Linked DNA regions of Mus musculus: region 1 is linked to region 2. Evidence: chromatin contacts called from public Hi-C data. All regions are on one chromosome and are shown on one strand. The core of a region is the stretch at or near the end of the contact, and the rest is flanking DNA. Distances in the headings are between cores, read along the strand shown.

What was found. Hi-C and Micro-C count contacts between places; a contact is called where the count stands out from the background.
Region 1: a contact with region 2 is called in a Hi-C map of the N1E-115 cell line, with 4 times the contacts expected there. The contact joins two enhancer-like sites. A contact is called at or near these places in 2 of 484 Hi-C or Micro-C datasets (the N1E-115 cell line and nephron progenitors) and 3 of 115 datasets of contacts at active chromatin or transcription factors (embryonic stem cells, large pre-B cells and trophoblast stem cells).

Annotation. Positions count from the first base shown.
Region 1 is chr8:10,820,627-10,823,503 of GRCm38.p6, reverse strand. No RefSeq gene overlaps it. Among named protein-coding and RNA genes, the nearest start is that of Gm32485, 4.3 kb to the right of the region's middle. Within about 2 kb of position 1,338, at least 4 of the 459 cell types and tissues checked have an H3K27ac peak or open chromatin away from gene starts, as enhancers often do. A contact at or near this core is called in the N1E-115 cell line, where this site is marked.
Region 2 is chr8:10,612,252-10,615,335 of GRCm38.p6, reverse strand. The region is part of intron 34 of Myo16 (myosin XVI); the gene reads right to left. Among named protein-coding and RNA genes, the nearest start is that of Gm32330, 60 kb to the left of the region's middle. Within about 2 kb of position 1,770, at least 2 of the 459 cell types and tissues checked have an H3K27ac peak or open chromatin away from gene starts, as enhancers often do. A contact at or near this core is called in the N1E-115 cell line, where this site is marked.

The sequences.
Region 1 (2,877 bases), core at 89-2,588, 210 kb before region 2:
TATATACATGCATACATTCATATCCCACAGAGAAGCCTAATGCTTGTCTGCCTTTGCTGCCTGCTGGAGAGTGCATAGATCCTGCTGCTGCTGCTGCCACTGCTGCTGCCGCCATTGCTGTCACCTTTCACTGCTATCAGAAGTCAGGTACTTAGTCCTTCCAGGGCGGACTGAGTCCTAGAGGCTTTCCAGCAGTCTTTGGGCATACAGTGACAGGCTGGAACTGCTGCTAAGGTTTCTGGCCTCATGAGTGCAGCAGGTACCAGATTCTCAAACCTCTCACCATTCCCGTGGGCACTGTTGAACTCTCAGGCCCATACTGTGTGAGCCAATATAGCAAACTTATTGTACAACACCTTCATTCTTTCCACTATTTTCCTCTAGGGAACCCTGATTTATTCAGTCTTATTGGTGTGGCATTAATATGGCCACCAAAGGAACAAGAGACAGAACTTTTGGTCAGCTTGCTGATCTGCAGAGGAATTCAGACTTTCTGAATACAGCTAGAATGTCTGAAGGAAGAGGAGCCTCAGAAACACAGGCTGCCTGCATGCAAGGGAGCTGAGGGGACACCTCTCCTACATCTTCTTTCCAACTGCGGTCATTACAATCTCCCAAGAACACGGCGTGGAAAGCTTGGTGTGGTGTGTGTTGGGGTGGGGCTCAGTGGGCGCCACCCTGTGCTCCAGGATCATCCGAGTAAGGCACTGTGTATGGCAGTTCTTAGAAGCTAGACTGGTACATTTTGTATAAATCCCCTCTGCTTGACCAGTCTCAATTATGTTGAGGAACAAGAACAATCTGTGAAATCTGGCCAAATATCAGTATGTATGTGCACATGTGCATCCATCCACCACTGGGATGCACCAGGGAAAGCAGTTACTCACTGAAAGTGGGAAGCAGAAGCGATGGTGATTTATTTCTGTTTTCAAAGACTTGAGACACCATAAAGAGCAGAATAAAAATGGCCAAGGAAATGGAGACAGTATGAGGGGAGAGAAGAGCAAGGCAGACTGACAGAGTATTTCAGAACTGATTAAAATAAACGAGGCCAAACATACCCATGGAAAGAAGTAGAGTGTTGCCATTAAAGGAGCAAGCAAAACAAATGTCACTCTAAACTGCTATATGTGGCAAACGATCTCCCATAATCAAGAGTAAAATAGCTGTGCATTTCAAAAGAACAAGAACTGAAGGGATTCATAATCCCCATGTTCTCTCCAAAGGTACTTGGAGGAAAGAAAGTAAAACATCCAGGAGTGGGGTGCGAGCAGCTGATCTAGCCAGCCTTGGCTGCAGCAGGACAATCAAGATGTCAGACTTAATCTACTACTAAGAGTATGAGGTACTACACATTGCCACAGCAGGGCATCCTGTGAGCTGATAGCCCCAGGGCTGCCTTGTACTTGAGAAGACATTGTGTCTGTTGAACTTTAGACTCACCATTCTAATTGGAGACATCAAGCAAATTAGAGAAAACTAAACATGATACAGAGAGCAGAAAGAGAAAAAGCAAGAGTTCAAAGGGAGAAAGTAGGATTGAAATGTGATAGCAATCTTAGTGCACAAACATACCGGATAAAAAAAGATTTCCAGATGGGAATTAAAAAAAAAATCAAATTATATGTCCTGTGCATGAGTTTTGCCTACAGCCTAGTTATGCAGAAATGCTCAGGTAATTAATTGAAAAATGGATGCCAGGCGAAGAACAACCACAGGACGCCAAGCATAGCAGTATTAATACCAGAGAAAAGAGCCAAAAGGCAAAAACCACAATTACAGATGAAGAGGGCCATTATGTCTTGATTTAAGTTTAAATTTCCCAGAGGGTTATAAAAAGTCTAAATATTTATGGATGTAATAAAATAGCCAAAGACATTTTAAAAAGTGACAGAATTATATGGAGATATAGGCAAATCCATTAATAGATTGAATCTACTCATATAAGTTGGTTAGAGATTGATAAATCAGACAGGAAATATTTAGTACAGAGAAAAATATTTGAGCCATATAATTAACAAGCCAGGATTCATAGGCATTCGAGGAAAATTCAATAATTTCAGAACCATTATTTTCATTGCTACAAAGACAATTTATGTAAATATCATGCCTGTGTCACAAAAATAAGACTAAGTGAATTTTAAAGAATTAAATTAGAGCAGGTCACGTTCTCTGATTACAATGCAGTCAATTGTATATCAACAAGAAGACCAAAAGCATTAATGATAAACATCCTTAAAATTGAATGCATTCCAAAGGTTTTTTAACTTCTGCTTCGGATATCAGTCAAAACATAGTTATGAAAGAGATGGCTCATCAGGTAACTTGATGGACAAAGCCTGAAGCCCTGGACTCAATCCTAGACACTCACATAAAGGTGGAAGGAGAGGGCCAACCCTATAAGTTGTCCTGACCTCCAACCTTGTGCTATCATGCTATTGCTTGCACAACCCCCCTCTCCATAATAATAGACAAAAATTTAAAAATGAAAACAAATCTAACAATAATGACAATGGCATCTATCAAAACAGACAAGAGCCTATGCACAAGGGAGCATGGGGAGAGAGGAAGCCAGAGCGATTCAGGAGCTTGGCTGCTCATTCGTAACAGCTCACTTTCAAAGGAACTCACCAGAGAGTTCTGAGGGTACACCTCTAGTTGCTTAACTGTCTTCTGCTAGACTCCACCCCCTAAAAGATCTACCATGGTAATAGTACTAGCATACTAGAAAAGCCAGTGCTGCCTTCCTGGCATAAAGCTCTAACACCATGTAGGCAAATTAACACAGGATGTAAGGAAAGAAAAGAAATGTAAGCTAGATAGAGCCACTGTGAGTATCCTCACCTCATCTATCATTTTAAGGAAGTCATGGAGGCA
Region 2 (3,084 bases), core at 521-3,020:
GAACCCAGATGCCCCTCAACAGAGGAATGGATACAGAAAATGTGGTACATCTACACAATGGAGTACTACTCAGCTATTAAAAAGAATGAATTTATGAAATTCCTAGGCAAATGGTTGGACCTGGAGGGCATCATCCTGAGTGAGGTAACCCAATCACAAAAGAACTCACATGATATGTACTCACTGATAAGTGGATATTAGCCCAGAAACCTAGAATACCCAAGATACAAGATACAATTTGCAAAACACATGAAACTCAAGAAGAACGAAGACTGTGGGTCATTTCTTTGACTCGGGACTGATGTTAGAGGGGCCACACCTGGGCTGGTTGGTGGTCCTGAATTGTATGAGAAAACGGGCGGAGCGAGCCACAGGGAGCCAGCCAGTCAGTGGCACCCCTGTTCCTCCATGGTCTGAGTGAGCCATGGGGAGCTAGCCAGACCAAGTGAGCCATGGAATGCCAGCCAGCACCCTGTTCCCCCAAGGTCTGCTCTGCTTCAGTTTCTGTCTTCGGTTCCTGCTCTGCCGTTCCTCGCTGATCGATCGCTGATCGACTGTGATGGATGCATAAGACAAGTAAACCCTTTCCTCACCGAGTTATTTTTGGTGGTGGTGCATTTATGACAGAAAACAAACTGAGGCAACGTCTTTTGAGAGCAATATTGCCTAGAAAGTTTCCATGCAAGCAGATGGACATGGGCCAACTATGAAGTAAGGGTCAGTTGTGGAGTGAAGAAGAGGCACTATGATTGGCCCTAATAGACAAAAATTTGGTACATGTCTACTACAGTCAACAGGCAACCACAAAAGCACTTCTAAGGATATGTAGTTAAGGTACCAGAATATATAAAAATGTATCATACATCATATATCATACATCATATATCACATACCATACATCATATAGCAAAAGTAATATCATATATGATATATTACAATATAATATATTATATATAATTATTACATATATAATTATATATATTACATAAAAAGTTTTACAGCCCTGAGAATATATAATATATAGTAATATATTATATTGTATATTACATTTTCCTGTTTTCTGATAACTCTGTGTCTCTCTTCATCATACAAATTTTAGAAATGCTTTATGCATTCTGGATAATACTGCTTTTTGCTTTCATGTGTGGACAACATTTTGCTTGCTCTGTATTTCTAGTCAGGAAAATATTATTTATATATACCATATATTATAAATAAATAAATCATATATGTGGACATTAGAGGGCGTTTCAAATAACCTAAAAGAAGTCACTGTAGGGAACCAGCAAAATGAGGCAAAGTAAAACAAACAGTCAGACTAGGAAACACACAACAAAATGTATTCTCCTGAGGCCGGCCATATCAGTGATGATAGGAAGTGTGGATGGCCTGTCAGAAGATTGTTCAGTTGTAGAAAAATAAATAAGACCCCTAACAATGCCATGGGCAACACAACTGTGTTAGACAGAGAAGCCGATGTATTCTGAGTCATGGGATGGGTGTTTTACAGGAGGGTGAGAGTTGCAAGAGTTGGAATGGTATTTTCTTGGCCCTCAGAATCCCTAGCACACTCTTAGCTGTACCTTGAGGGTGTGACTTGTATAGACTGGGAACCTGTTGAGATTGTTTAGAAAATTCACAGGATAAAAAGCTCCGCCTTCAAGGCGAGGATGGAAAGAGTGATAGAGCAGCTGGCCAGCTCCAGACAAGAGGACCTCACAAGAAGGAAGGATCCTGAGAGAAAGGGAAAGGGATATCATGCTGACCCCACATGGCCAAAACTAGACCTGACAGCAGGGTAGGCAGAGTCAAGGAAACAAAGGCTGGGTAGACTTGCTGCAATCAGAACTGGGGCTAGGTGCTTTTTGTTCAATAGCAGACAGAAAATGAGCAAGAAGTCAGAGCTGAGCTCTATTGGTGACTAGATCTGACTGCTATTCCCAGGATGTTCTGTTCAGTCACAGCAGAGCATACTCCTTCTTCCAGAACACCCATAAGTTTCACCAATACAGGCCATACCCTGGGAGGGAGGACAAAGCTCAAACATTTAAGGGAATGAAGAAATTATAAGGTACATCCTCAGACCCAGACAGACCAACCAGAAATCAGTAACAGTTAACAGGACATCTCTGAACATTGGGAAAATGTACATTGGCCAGAGAGAAAGTCCCAAGAGGAATTAGAGAATATTTTTAGCTGAACAAAGATGTAAGCAGAACCTATGGAAAGTCACATGATGAAGCAGGCAGCTCAGAGGGAAATTGAGGACCCTGTTTTATTAGGAATATCAAAAGCTGTTTTTTGTTTTTAACGAGAACAGTAGTTAGCCAACTGATAAGCAACAGATAACCAGTGGATAACCACTAGGAAACCCATTAATGATCAACTGGCTAGGAATACAGAGCAAGCAAAATGCTGTTCACACATGAAACTGAAAAGCAGCATTATCCAGAATATGTAAAGAATTTCTAAAATCTGTATGATGGAGAAAGACACGGACCTATTAGGAAACAGGAAAAGAACAGAGCTGGATGTGCAGTTGTGAGTGTCCATGAAAATAACACCAACCAGGCAAACATCAAAGGAGGCGGCAACCTGACTCAAGTCACACTTATCAATCGCAAGAATAGCATCACCAAACTAAGCGTTTGCCAGTGGAGAACACTTTTAGACGCGTCCACAGTCGGGAGCACCCCTGTTCAGAACCTTAGCCCTCTACTTCTTGGGAGCCCCAGCAAGCTGACTCTCCCTTGCAAAGAATGAAAGGCATATCCCAGGTGTACATCTCAGCATGGTTGGTAAGAGCAAAGACAAGGGGTTTTGCTTTTTGTAGTTTTCCATACCAAGTTATCAAATCGTGGACACGACCTCAGGAGTTCCGTGACTGTATTCACTGAGATTTACTGGATTTGAGAAGAAGCCGAAGTTGAACAAACTGGCTCACACCTAAAATGTGGTAGTTTCTGGCCACTGAATGCCACCGTCTCCCTGCATCTTTGGTGAACTGAGGGCCAATGGCACAACATACCCAGACAATAGGAGCAGCTGTGCACATCTGGAGGACAGAGATGAGGTCAGGTGGGA